Linked DNA regions of Gossypium hirsutum: region 2 is linked to region 1. The links are chromatin contacts, called in public Hi-C maps. All regions are on one chromosome and are shown on one strand. The core of a region is the stretch at or near the end of the contact, and the rest is flanking DNA. Distances in the headings are between cores, read along the strand shown.

What was found. A called contact is a pair of places that touch in the nucleus more often than the background predicts.
Region 2: a contact with region 1 is called in a Hi-C map of leaf, with 3 times the contacts expected there. The contact joins the promoter of LOC107886214 here to the promoter of LOC107887593 in region 1. A contact is called at or near these places in 3 of 34 Hi-C or Micro-C datasets (all in leaf).

Annotation. Positions count from the first base shown.
Region 1 is chrA03:13,473,982-13,479,646 of Gossypium_hirsutum_v2.1, forward strand. It overlaps LOC107887593 (pentatricopeptide repeat-containing protein At5g61990, mitochondrial-like), which reads right to left and starts at 3,598. Exons shown (of 1, transcript NM_001326743.2): 1 at 1-3,598. The coding sequence starts at 3,507. The coding sequence ends at 436.
Region 2 is chrA03:13,985,738-13,991,402 of Gossypium_hirsutum_v2.1, forward strand. LOC107886214 reads right to left here and starts at 2,823. Exons shown (of 2, transcript XM_016810084.2): 1 at 2,003-2,823; 2 at 486-1,385. The coding sequence starts at 2,477. The coding sequence ends at 1,282. It overlaps LOC107886215 (a long non-coding RNA gene), which reads left to right and starts at 4,596. Exons shown (of 2, transcript XR_001680666.2): 1 at 4,596-5,183; 2 at 5,491-5,665. It also overlaps the pseudogene LOC107886213.

The DNA.
Region 1 (5,665 bases), core at 2,348-4,847:
ATTACAGGGAATTAGAAGCTAAAAGTATTAATGTCATATTGAGAGCCAAAAGCTTGCTTGTAATTGATGATGAAGGTATAAATTATCCAACAGCTAAGAAGAATGAAAACTAATAGTAATAATACAAATCTTTGAGGCCTAAACAATGTGACAAACACTTCCACTCCTGCCGCCTACATTGCTTATTCAGCGCTTACATGTAAGTTAGTTACTATCACTGACCTTTCCGAGTGTCCTGCTCACCTGAACCTTCCACTTTGATAGGAAGCATCCAACACGACAAGTTTCCAGATGGTTTCGAAAACACCATGATTTCTGAGCCTGGCTGAGTTGGTCTACTCTAGCACTAGCATGAGCCTGCTCCATTAGTGATTCAGGAAGTTTTTAACTGAAGTGAAAAGAAAGAACAGATGGTAACTTTTTCTCCCGTAGTTTTTACACTTGACAAGCAACTCCGCACGTTGCTTGCTTGGGAGAATTGTTAGGGCTCTCCAAGTTTGCAACATCATTTTCTTTATCAATAATGCTATTCACAGTGGTGGTGTTTGGAATCCATCCGAACCGGACCAAGCTCTCAAGAATCCATTCTGCTTTCTCTGGATTTCCCTTATCATGAAAACCATGAACAAGCTTGTGACATGTAATTGGACTGAGCTTAAGTCCTTGTTCTGCCATTTCTTCAAGTGACTTTGGAACTTCCGAAAACTCCTCTCTTTTGCATACAGCGTCCAGCAGCAGAAAAGTGGGATTTTTATCGAACACAACATCCTTCACTAGAATTTCATCCAACAGCTTCAACATTCCAATCAAACTATTTTCTTCCAAGTAAGCATTAGCAATAAGACGATAAATAATTTCATCAGGTTCAACCCCTTTTGCAGCCATGGACTCGAAAAGATCAAACATCTCTGCTTTCCTCCCTAATCTGTAGTAACCATGTAAAAGCAAGTTGTAAGTTACAACATTCGGAACCAGATTCCTCCTTTGCATCTCCAAAAAGAGAATTTCGGCTTCTTCCATCCTTCCTGCCTTGCTGTGATAATCAATTAGGATTGTATAGGTTCTATGGTTTGGTGTAATACAGTTACTGGCCATGTCTTCTAACAGCCTCATAGCTTCATTTGGTTTCCCCGTCTTGCATAACCCATTGATCAATGCATTGAAAGAAGAGGTGGGATCAAAACCCTTCTGCAACATTTCAGAAAACAAAGAGAGCGCCTTGTCCAATTCTCCTCCTTTACAGCATCCGTCAATAAGGGCACAATAAGTAAAACTATCAGGTGGAACACCCTTTGAGGGCATTTTATCCAGTAACTGAAATGCCTCAGTTAAATTTCCAGATTTGCAATATCCATCTATAATTATAGAATAACTCTTGACATTAGGTGCCAAGCCTCTCTGTGCGATTTCATTAAACACCCTCCTAGCTTTCTCGGTGTCACCTAACTTACACAGACCATCAATCATTGCATTATATGTAACAATATTAGGAGCAATGCCCTTTTGACACATCTTATCATAAAGGTTGAGAGCAGCCTCCATATCACCAAGCTTAGAAAAGACAGAAATGAGAGAAGTATAAGTGAATACATCAGGCACTATACCCTTTTCATCAAGTTGAGAGAACAGTTGCATTGCATCATTAATTCTACCATTTGCTGCAAGGCCGTGGATGAGTGCAGTGTAAGTCTTTATGTCTGGGAGCACACCTTTTTCAGACATGTGCCTAAATGTCGACAGAGCCTCGGTTACATTTCCCACTTTGCAAAGGCTATTAATCAATATAGTATAGATAGCATTATTTGGAGCTATACCATAACTACGCATCTCTCTGAAACACCTTTCTACTGCCTCCATTTCCCCGGCCTTAGCATATCCATGGATTAAAGTCCCATAGGTAATTTCATTAGGCTTCAACCCCCTGTCAACCATTTCGACTAAGAAGCTCCTTGCTTCGTCCATCATTTGGGACTTACATAAGCCACTTAAAAGAGTATTGCAACAAAAGATATCAGCCATTTGTCCATTCTCCATCATTCTGTTGAGAATCTTTCTTGCTTCCTTGAATCTACTTTTCTGAATATGACCTTTTATCAGATTTGTATACATAACAACGTTGGGCTTCAACCCTACCTTAATCATTGCCTCAAAAACATAATTAGCTCGACCAAGATCTCCACAGTGACATAATCCACTAATTATACCATTATAAGTGTACATCGTGGGTGTCAAGTTGTGTTCCTTCATCTCTTCAAACAATTCATGGGCCTTGAGAAAATTCCCTTGTCGACAATAACTCTGGATCATAAGACTAAATGTTTGTGCATCAGGTCCGATGCCAATCAAAACCATCTCATCGAACAGAGCTTTTCCTTTCTCCAAGTCACCAGCCTTAGAAGCCCCACCAATAAGCACATTATACGTGAACACATTCGGTTTAATTCCACAAGCAACCATCTCATCCTTGACTTGGAAAGCCTCGGCCATGCTCCCCCGTTTAATGAACCCATCAATCAAAGCTGTGTAAGCAAAATGGTTAGGATTTAAGCCTGCACAACGCATTTCCTCCATCATCAATTTTGCTTCCTGAAATCTGTTATGCCTACAAAACCCATTAATAACCGTATTGTAAGTATATGCATCAGGGTTGAAACCCTTCCGACTCATGGAGTTTTTCAACTTCAATGCTTCATCAACAGCACCAGCTTTACACAGTCCACCAATCATAACATTATAAGTAACCAAACCAGGGCTACATCCCTTCTCCTCCATATCCATAAACACCCTTTTTGCCTTCTCAATATCCCCTACTCGACAATGAGCATTAATCACATTGGTAAAAGTATAAACATCAGGCACCAATTTAGCATCTATCATCCCATTGAAAACCTTCCAAAACAAATCCAACTTATTTACCTTAAGCAAATCACCTAAAAAGTTATTACAACAAGCCAAACCAGGCAAAACCCCAACTTCTTTAGCACCCAAAAAAACATAAACAGCATCGTTCCAAGAACCCATTTTCTTATAACAACCAATCAAAATATCGAAAACCCCGACATAATTCCCTTCATAGCCCTTCCAGCACCTAATAATTGAACCCAAAATGGCCTGAACGGGCCTTCTAGTCCTAACCATGCTGTCTAAAACAATAGTGGCTTTACGAAACATCTTCGAATTACATAAAGTAACTGCTAGAAAAGAAAAAGAATCCAAATTTTGAGGGTTCGGGGATTGCTGACTTGCCCAGTTGAAGAAACTGAAAAGGCGTTCGGGATCATGAATCGAGTTTTGGAGAAGAACGGAGTGAACTATTTCTGGGTTCAGCTTGCTTGTCAATTCTGATGATGTTTCAAGAAGTCGTTTCCAGTCATTTTTACTGAGGATAGAAGCGATTTCCACGGCTTCGGCGTCATTTGAAGCTGATGTACAAAGGGAAGCCGATTTGAGACGAGAGAGCCTTGATTTCGTGAAACAATAGACCGTTTGCTTTGAAGATAAACGCATTGTTTTGAAGGATTTTCAAGGTGAAAAAATGGAGACGCTTTTAGTCTGCGAAAAACAGAAAAAGATAAAAGAATCAGCGAGGAAGGGGAACGTTTACAGCACACTTTGGTGGGCTTTTGGCTTCACTTTTCTAGGCTGTTTGGCCCATGTATTTGTACTCTAATTAAAATCCCGGTTTAAGCTTTTCAGTCAACGAAATCGAACACCTCAGCATTTTAATTTTAAATTTATAAATATCTAAAAGTAAACTTCAAATTATATTAGTTTATGTTAAAATTAAGAAATTTTAAATATAAAATTTTAAATAATTTATTTTAAGGTAATTTTAATTAATTTATTGAACTTTAAAATTAATTAAACTAAATATAAAAAATAATATAAAATTATTAAGCGTTATGGTAAGATATTTTGTATTTTCAATGAAAAAAATCCAGACATTAAAGAGAATATTTTTGGGAGTGAACTATAAACTTTAAACATGAACTATAAAACCAACATAGAGAACATTAAAAAAAATTAATTTTTAAAAAAATTTAAAGCTATGTTAATAATTAATATAAACTAAATAAAGTTAAGTTTTTTACTTTTTTTTAAAAAATGTTTAGTGTTATAATTGACAGAACTAATTTAATCTATAAAAATCAAGAGTATTGTTTTTGTTAGGTACGAAAATATAAAGAGAGAGATGAATTAATATTTTAAATTTTTGTCGCTTATAAATGAGTTGTCGTTTAGAGTAATAAAATATAACACAAAAAATATATAAGAATTTAGAACGGCAGTGTTCGCAATTGCACAAATTGAATTGTAATATAGTTAGTAAAATGAAATACTTGAAAGTATTATAAGAATCGTACCTAAGGGAGGATGGAGTAAATTATGAAAATATTTTTACAGTAATAAGTCTAAGTAGTAGTAATTAATTCCTATATTACGATAAATCATAAAATAGATTAAAGAGATAATTTAATTAACTAAAATGAATAAACAAGAAAAATAAACAAACGACTTAATCAATAAACCAATCAGGAAGATTAACTCGCTTCAAGGTTTGTAACTAACTTCGAATTAGGGTTTTAAGGTTGATTAGCTACCGATTAACTAATTATTACCTCTCGGCCTCTAATTAACTAATCGGTTGATTGATACTTGCTTATCTCCTGACCTTACTTTCTCAACCAAGATAAATTTGTTAAGAACGAAATAAAAAATCCGAGAAAGAGAAGAGAAGAGAATAGAAGAATAGAAAATAGGGGAGAGAACAATGCATATTAGAAAGGTGTGTTGATAGTTTTCAATTTTCATATCCAATACTGTCAATTACATGCTGATATATAGGAAAAACAATTGAATTGTCTAACAGTCGAAATAACAGAAAAACAAACAAAACAAATTGTACGATTGTTTCTATGAAACATTTCATTTTATTTAACCTGATGCACACCGTTTTTACAACCTGCTCTCGGCCCAACTACCCATAACAACTACTCTCTCCTTGAAGAAGATCCTTGTCCTCTAGGATCTATATGAAGGTAAGCATCCTTCAGCTGCACCAAGGATTCCCATGTGGCATCCTCTGGAAATGAATTCACCCATTCAACCAAAACTTCAGTTGTGGCCACATTCCCACTCTTCACCATCCTTCTATCTAAAATTCGAATAGGCTTTTTGGCCCAAAATCCTTGGTTGTCCACTACTGGCAGAGACACTTATACATGAGCAGCTCCAACATGTTTCTTAAGTTATGAAACATGAAAAGTAGGGTGAATTCTAGATCCTTGGGGGCAGCTACATCTTGTATGCTACCTTTTGATCTTACCTTCCACCATGTATGACCCAAAATACTTGGGAGCTAATTTTTGGTTAAGTAACCTTCCATAGAATACTGTCTGTAAGGTTGAAGCTTCAAATAAACCCAATCCCCAATTTCAATATGTCTGCCTGTTTTGTGTCTATAAGCTTGTTGCTTTATTCTATCTTGTGCTCTCTTCAGATAGAATTCTAACAGTTGTCTTATAGCCTTACGATGATGCAAAATTCTATCTACAACAGCCACCAGTCATGTCCCAGCTAATTATGTTGTATGATGAGGAGGTGTCTGGCCATGTAGTGTCTCATAAATTGTATTTTGAATGGCTAAGTGGAATGTGGAATTATA
Region 2 (5,665 bases), core at 1,573-4,072, 510 kb after region 1:
ACAATTTTCATTGCAATTTGCAAGTAGTGTTTTTATAAGAATGTGATCCAAATATGCAGGGGGTTCCAATATCTTACTCAAAATATTTCAGTGAAATAGTTCCAAGAAAGCAGGCAAGCTTAAAATAATTTTTCTTGATGCTAGGGATTCGATTCTGGAACTTTTTTTTCAGAGGGGTTGATGGCAAATTAGTTTGATTCCCATTAGCAAAATTCGAGAGGATCTGCTTTTCAGGGTATCTTTTTGGCTCTAACAAACGTGTCTCCTAAACCAGCCACTGGAACCTCAAACACGTGTTCACTATCATAAAGAAATTCTGATTCCTGTATAGGTCATTGAATAATGCAGCAGGTGACATCACATTCTAACCAAATCTTTCTGTCGTTGGTTCTTTTTCTTTTACCTATATTTTATTCCTCCGTCTTTATATGTGATTAAACTGAATCCAACTTGATAAAGCAGCGAACAGGATGCAATCTTATCACTTACGAATAAATAATATAAGGTTGCTATAAATGTGCAGCTTCTAATATTACAAGCTTACTCATAGCCATAGTTGGAAGCGAAGGGAGTAGTACAGACAACAATGAGAAGGAGCTTAGTATATACTCCCAGACAGAATTCCGGTTGGGACACCACGTCCCAAGACTACCAAGCTCATCTTTCCCGAATGGAAAGATCAGCCACCATGATCCCTGGTGCCCCTCAGTAGCCCAATGTCCACAAGGCCTTCAACAACAAGGTTGAGTTTCCAGAAGAAGATCAGTGCGCTGAGCGGTCCCCAACGGCAAACTCCCGAAAGAAGGTTCAGGTGGTTGAGCATGCAGAGACCGTTGATGAAGCCACCCTTGATTCTCAAGCTGATGGCTACATCCAGCAGAAACACAAAGCCTTTGAACTGTGCAAATGGAAGACCTTCAAAATGCACTAGAGTCTGAGACTTTTGGAGCAAGCATGTCGATCATGATTTAACGACAGGCCACGTAACTTAAATATATGAAGTATTGCTGCTCATACACTAGTTAAATAAATGACCTGTCACTGTCTTGGAGAGCTACCAAGACTCTGTGTTCTCTTTTTTCTCTTTTTCTTTGTAAGTTAACTAAGCTCTTAATGGTGGTTGCTTGGATAGCATAGTAATTGCTCTTAGGTGTGGCCTGATATGTAGTTGCTGTTAATTGAAAATTATTTATGAATACTAATATATAGTATACACATATACATTACCTTCGTATGCAGTAATTCCAGCAGAATCAATATATATATATACAACATATCTAATCAAGCCACTATAGTATTGATCGAGTTGCCTTCTGGATCCTGTCCAATTGTTAACTGAGATAACGTGAATGGTTCATCAGTCTTAGCACCCGACCCGACCCTGACTGTTGAAGTAATCAAACAGTTAAATTTAAAGTAATTGAGCCAACAATTCAAAGAAGCAAGTGATTCAAGTTTTGTGTTAACACCTCAAGTACTCCAAAGTAGGACCCTAAATTGTAATGCAAATAAAAAATAAAATATCGATGTGATTGAAGAAACTAATAATATGCTTGAGGTGAATGGAAGCCTAGGCCTAGCTGACAATTGTGGCAACGCTGGAAATATATCCTAAAAACCTTGTTCCATGTGCAAGCCTACAAGTTTGGTGGTTCTAGTCTTCTAGACATCAAATAACTTGATCAGAAATGAGTTGGTTCTTCACATTAAATAACTCACTTGTAAATAAAAATATATATTATAATTTTTAATGTGTTATCTGAACAACTTTTAGACGACTCCAAATGCACAGATATTGAAAAGAGGATTCCAATTAAAACTTGGGAAAAGAGGATGGATAACCTTCAAAATAGGTTATCTGTTGGATCTCAGACTACCAAAGGAACTACTATCAATATGTTTATTGTTGCAGGACGAAAAATGTGGTACTGTTGACCCACCAATCCAATTCACACTTCACATAGACCTAAGACTAGCAGGAAACAGAAAAAGGATCACAAACCATTGTTATCTTCACGGGGGATTTTAATATCAGCTTCAACGAATCTCCTAGAAGACACCCTTTTTAACAGATTTCTAAGGCTGTTCTTACTCTCCTTTCCCCTTTTTTGTGCTCTACTTGAATTTCCTTCTAACTCTGACCCAGCTGCTGAAAAAGGGTCATCGAGAACCAGAGCAGTCTCAAGCTTTTTGGCCAGGGTGACAAGCTCATATGAATCCCACAGTGATTGGGCGAAGTCCCAATGTGGAGTACTAGCAATACTAGTGCGCTCGTCCTTAAGCTTCACAGATGGGTTGCTCATTGCTTCAAGCTTGAATCTTGAAGGCCTAGCTTTGAAATGTCGACGTGGGTAAGCATCGAATTCATTGGTAGACCTAGAGGTACCGGAGTGAGAGTGCCAGGCTTGTGCTACTGCTTTGATGATTTGAAGGTCTTTGTTGATGTCATGTTGAGGCTGGAGCTGCTTTTTCTTCATCGGTGGTGCTCTGTAGGAATTAGGTCATGATGTAGGGGCCAATCCATACTGCTGTGGCATCCTATTCCTTGGGATAAATTTGAGCCTCACACGCTAGCTGTCGTAGATAGAATATTGTAGTCTGATCCTAACCTAGCTAGCTAATTTATGTGATGAACATCACTCCACATTTATAAAGATTAATTTTTTGGTTTTTCTAATTAACTGAAAAATCTGCTGCATGGAGTGTAATTCTAAAGCATGGGCATGAATGCTTGTGGTGTGCCCACAGAAATAGAAATGAGAGATTGATTGGCGGGTGGGTGGGTGGACGGGCGGATGGATGGATAGATGATTGTTCTAGGCTAAATTCTGTTATTACTACCTGCCTTTATACTTTTTAAAAATTTAAAATTTTAGTCCTCAACTAATGATAATTATTAAATTCATTGAATTAAGCTTTGCTATTTCCAAATTTTGATGCAGTAAACATACTATCATATGAATAATAACACGTCTGTCAAAACCATTTTTTATTTTGAAAAAAACGGGGATTGACTTTTAAAACCAAATGTCGAGTTGCCACCAATCTTTTTGTTTAGGTGTGATTGGATCACTTAATAAAACATTTTGTTTCACTTAAAATAATTTTGTTCTACGTAAATTTAAAAATAGATTCAGGAGCCGGTTACGTATGAGGAAGGGTTAGCACCCTCACTACGCCCAAAAACTGGTACCAGATTGATTAATTGATGTCCTTATGTCTAGGCTTTTTAAAAAAATTTGAAATGTGGTTCCTTTTTAAAACATTTGAGTGATTTTAGCTGGTCGTCAAAACTTTCTCGTTTCAAAAGTATAAAGCATCACATCCAGCACGATAGGACACGACCCTTTATACTTTTGAGAACACGATCGAGTTTTGACTTCCAAAAGCTCTTAGGTCAAAAGTTACAAAGGGTGTCCAGATATTTAGTCCAACGAAAAATCAAAACCCAGCACGTTAGGGCACGATTTCTCGAATTTCTAAATACTGAACATTGCCTTATTTTAGGATTTTTAAAAAAATTTGTAAACTCAAAACATATTAATTTTATTTGAAATTCAATGGAATAGTTGATTTTAACGAGTTGGGAATTATAAAGCAACATTTTGTAAACCAAAAGAAAAATAATTAGCATGGGATAATATACATGCTTAAAATACAATACTTGGTGAACGAAGATAACATAACCTTATTTAACCAACTAAATCAAACAATTGAATATAGCTAATCTAAGCAAAATGAAACCATCCTTCCTAGCATGTATGGAGAACAATTGAGATAATAATAAAAATGAAAGAAATAGTACAACAATAATGTATAGATTAATATAATACAACCAATGCAAAATATACATAACAAAATGAAAAAAAAATAGATAAAATATGGTATAAGACAAATTTTAAATAATGATGAACACATAATATATGAATTGATGTGATGAATTTGAAACTATTTGTAAAAACAACCTAGAGATATATATGTAATCCTCAAAATATGTATTATAGAATGAAGATTTTTAGATCAAATAACATACAAAGTGTTAAAAACATTTGTTAAAATATATACAATAAAGGAAAATTTAATAATATATAAAATATGAAAGGATAGCAAGAATACATAATAAGATATAATCTTAGGAAATACACATAATAGGTTTACAAAACATATATATATATATATAAATAGATTGAGAAATAATTATTTGTAAAAATAGCATGGAATTAATAATGCATATAAAATTAAGTTAATTTATAAATTATATATGTAATAGATTAAAAAACACAATTATATATACAAATATAAAATCTATATGTATAAAATAACATGGCGTTAATAACATATATAGGTCAACTATAAGTACCAAGTATATGCCTAATAATAATTTAAATTACACATAAAGTAGATGGATTTCCCCTTAAATAACAAAAAGAATACATACATTAAAATATGTGAATAGATTCACAAGAAAATAATATAAAATTAATAGTATACATAAACTAAAATGAATTTTTATTACAAATTATATATATAAAATAGTATTCAAAATGTTAAAATGATAGAATAAAAGAGAAAAAAATATAATAATGGTTTTTATAATAATGTTAAAATAAGGATAAAACAAACTTAATTAAAACAAAATTGAAACAAAAGGGACAATTTACAAATAAAATAATCGTAAAGAGGATCAATGTGCAATGCGCGCAAATGGAAGGGACTAGAATTGGAAATAACCCCGAGCCCAAAACGTTGCGTTGTACCGCGGACCAAAATGAAAATACGCGCAAATTATAGAGCCAAATTAAAAAAAACAAAGTAAAATGCATAAAGCGCAATCGACGACTCGTGCGAAAGGGGAGGACCTTGCACGCAATTATTCCTCTAAGGCCCAAACACGCGGATCTCATCCGAACACGGGCCGGGTCATCGGGTCGCGACTACCATATGGCGTCGTTTTTAGACCATTAAAGTTGGTCAAAACAGCGCCGTTTCCAATCCTTTAAAATGGCTAAATTAGCCGAATTTGATTAATTTCCTTCTTTTTCCTTTAGCAAACCCTAAATTCCCCCCTAACCGCCGATTCCTCTCTATGATAAGGTGCCTTTGAGGAATAATCTCTCAGCTTTGACCTTCCTTCAACTTCGATTCCAACGAAGCAAAGAGAAGATCCATGGCGTATTCGCACGGTAAGGTTTGCTTCCTTCCTTTGTTTTCTTTTTTCTTTTTAAAAAAATGCAACAATGATGTATTCTAGAAAGCAAATCGAAAAGAAAAAAAACTTAGAAAAACTCAAATCAGAAATCATCTTGAAAATTTTGACTGATTTCCTCTCTATTCGATTTGCATGCGTATAGTGTGCGTAAGTTTTTTCTTTTACAGATTACATTCGGTTTTTATAGCCAAGTGAAATAAAAAATAATAACAATAATAATTACAGAACGATTTTTCTTTTTTGTTATTCCTCTGTTGCTGTGGCTTGTGGGTTTGTTGCAGGTACAGCTGTGCATGGAGAAACTGCTCGTGGGCGATAGTGCGAAGGCTTCCAGAAGCTTCAATGTTTGGGCCCTATGAGCCTGCTTTGAAATCGGCTGGCTGGAGGCTGTTGTGAAGGCCACTGGTGGTTGCTTGCGGCGCGAGGGGACGTTCGTGGGAGCTGCGGCGCTGTTTA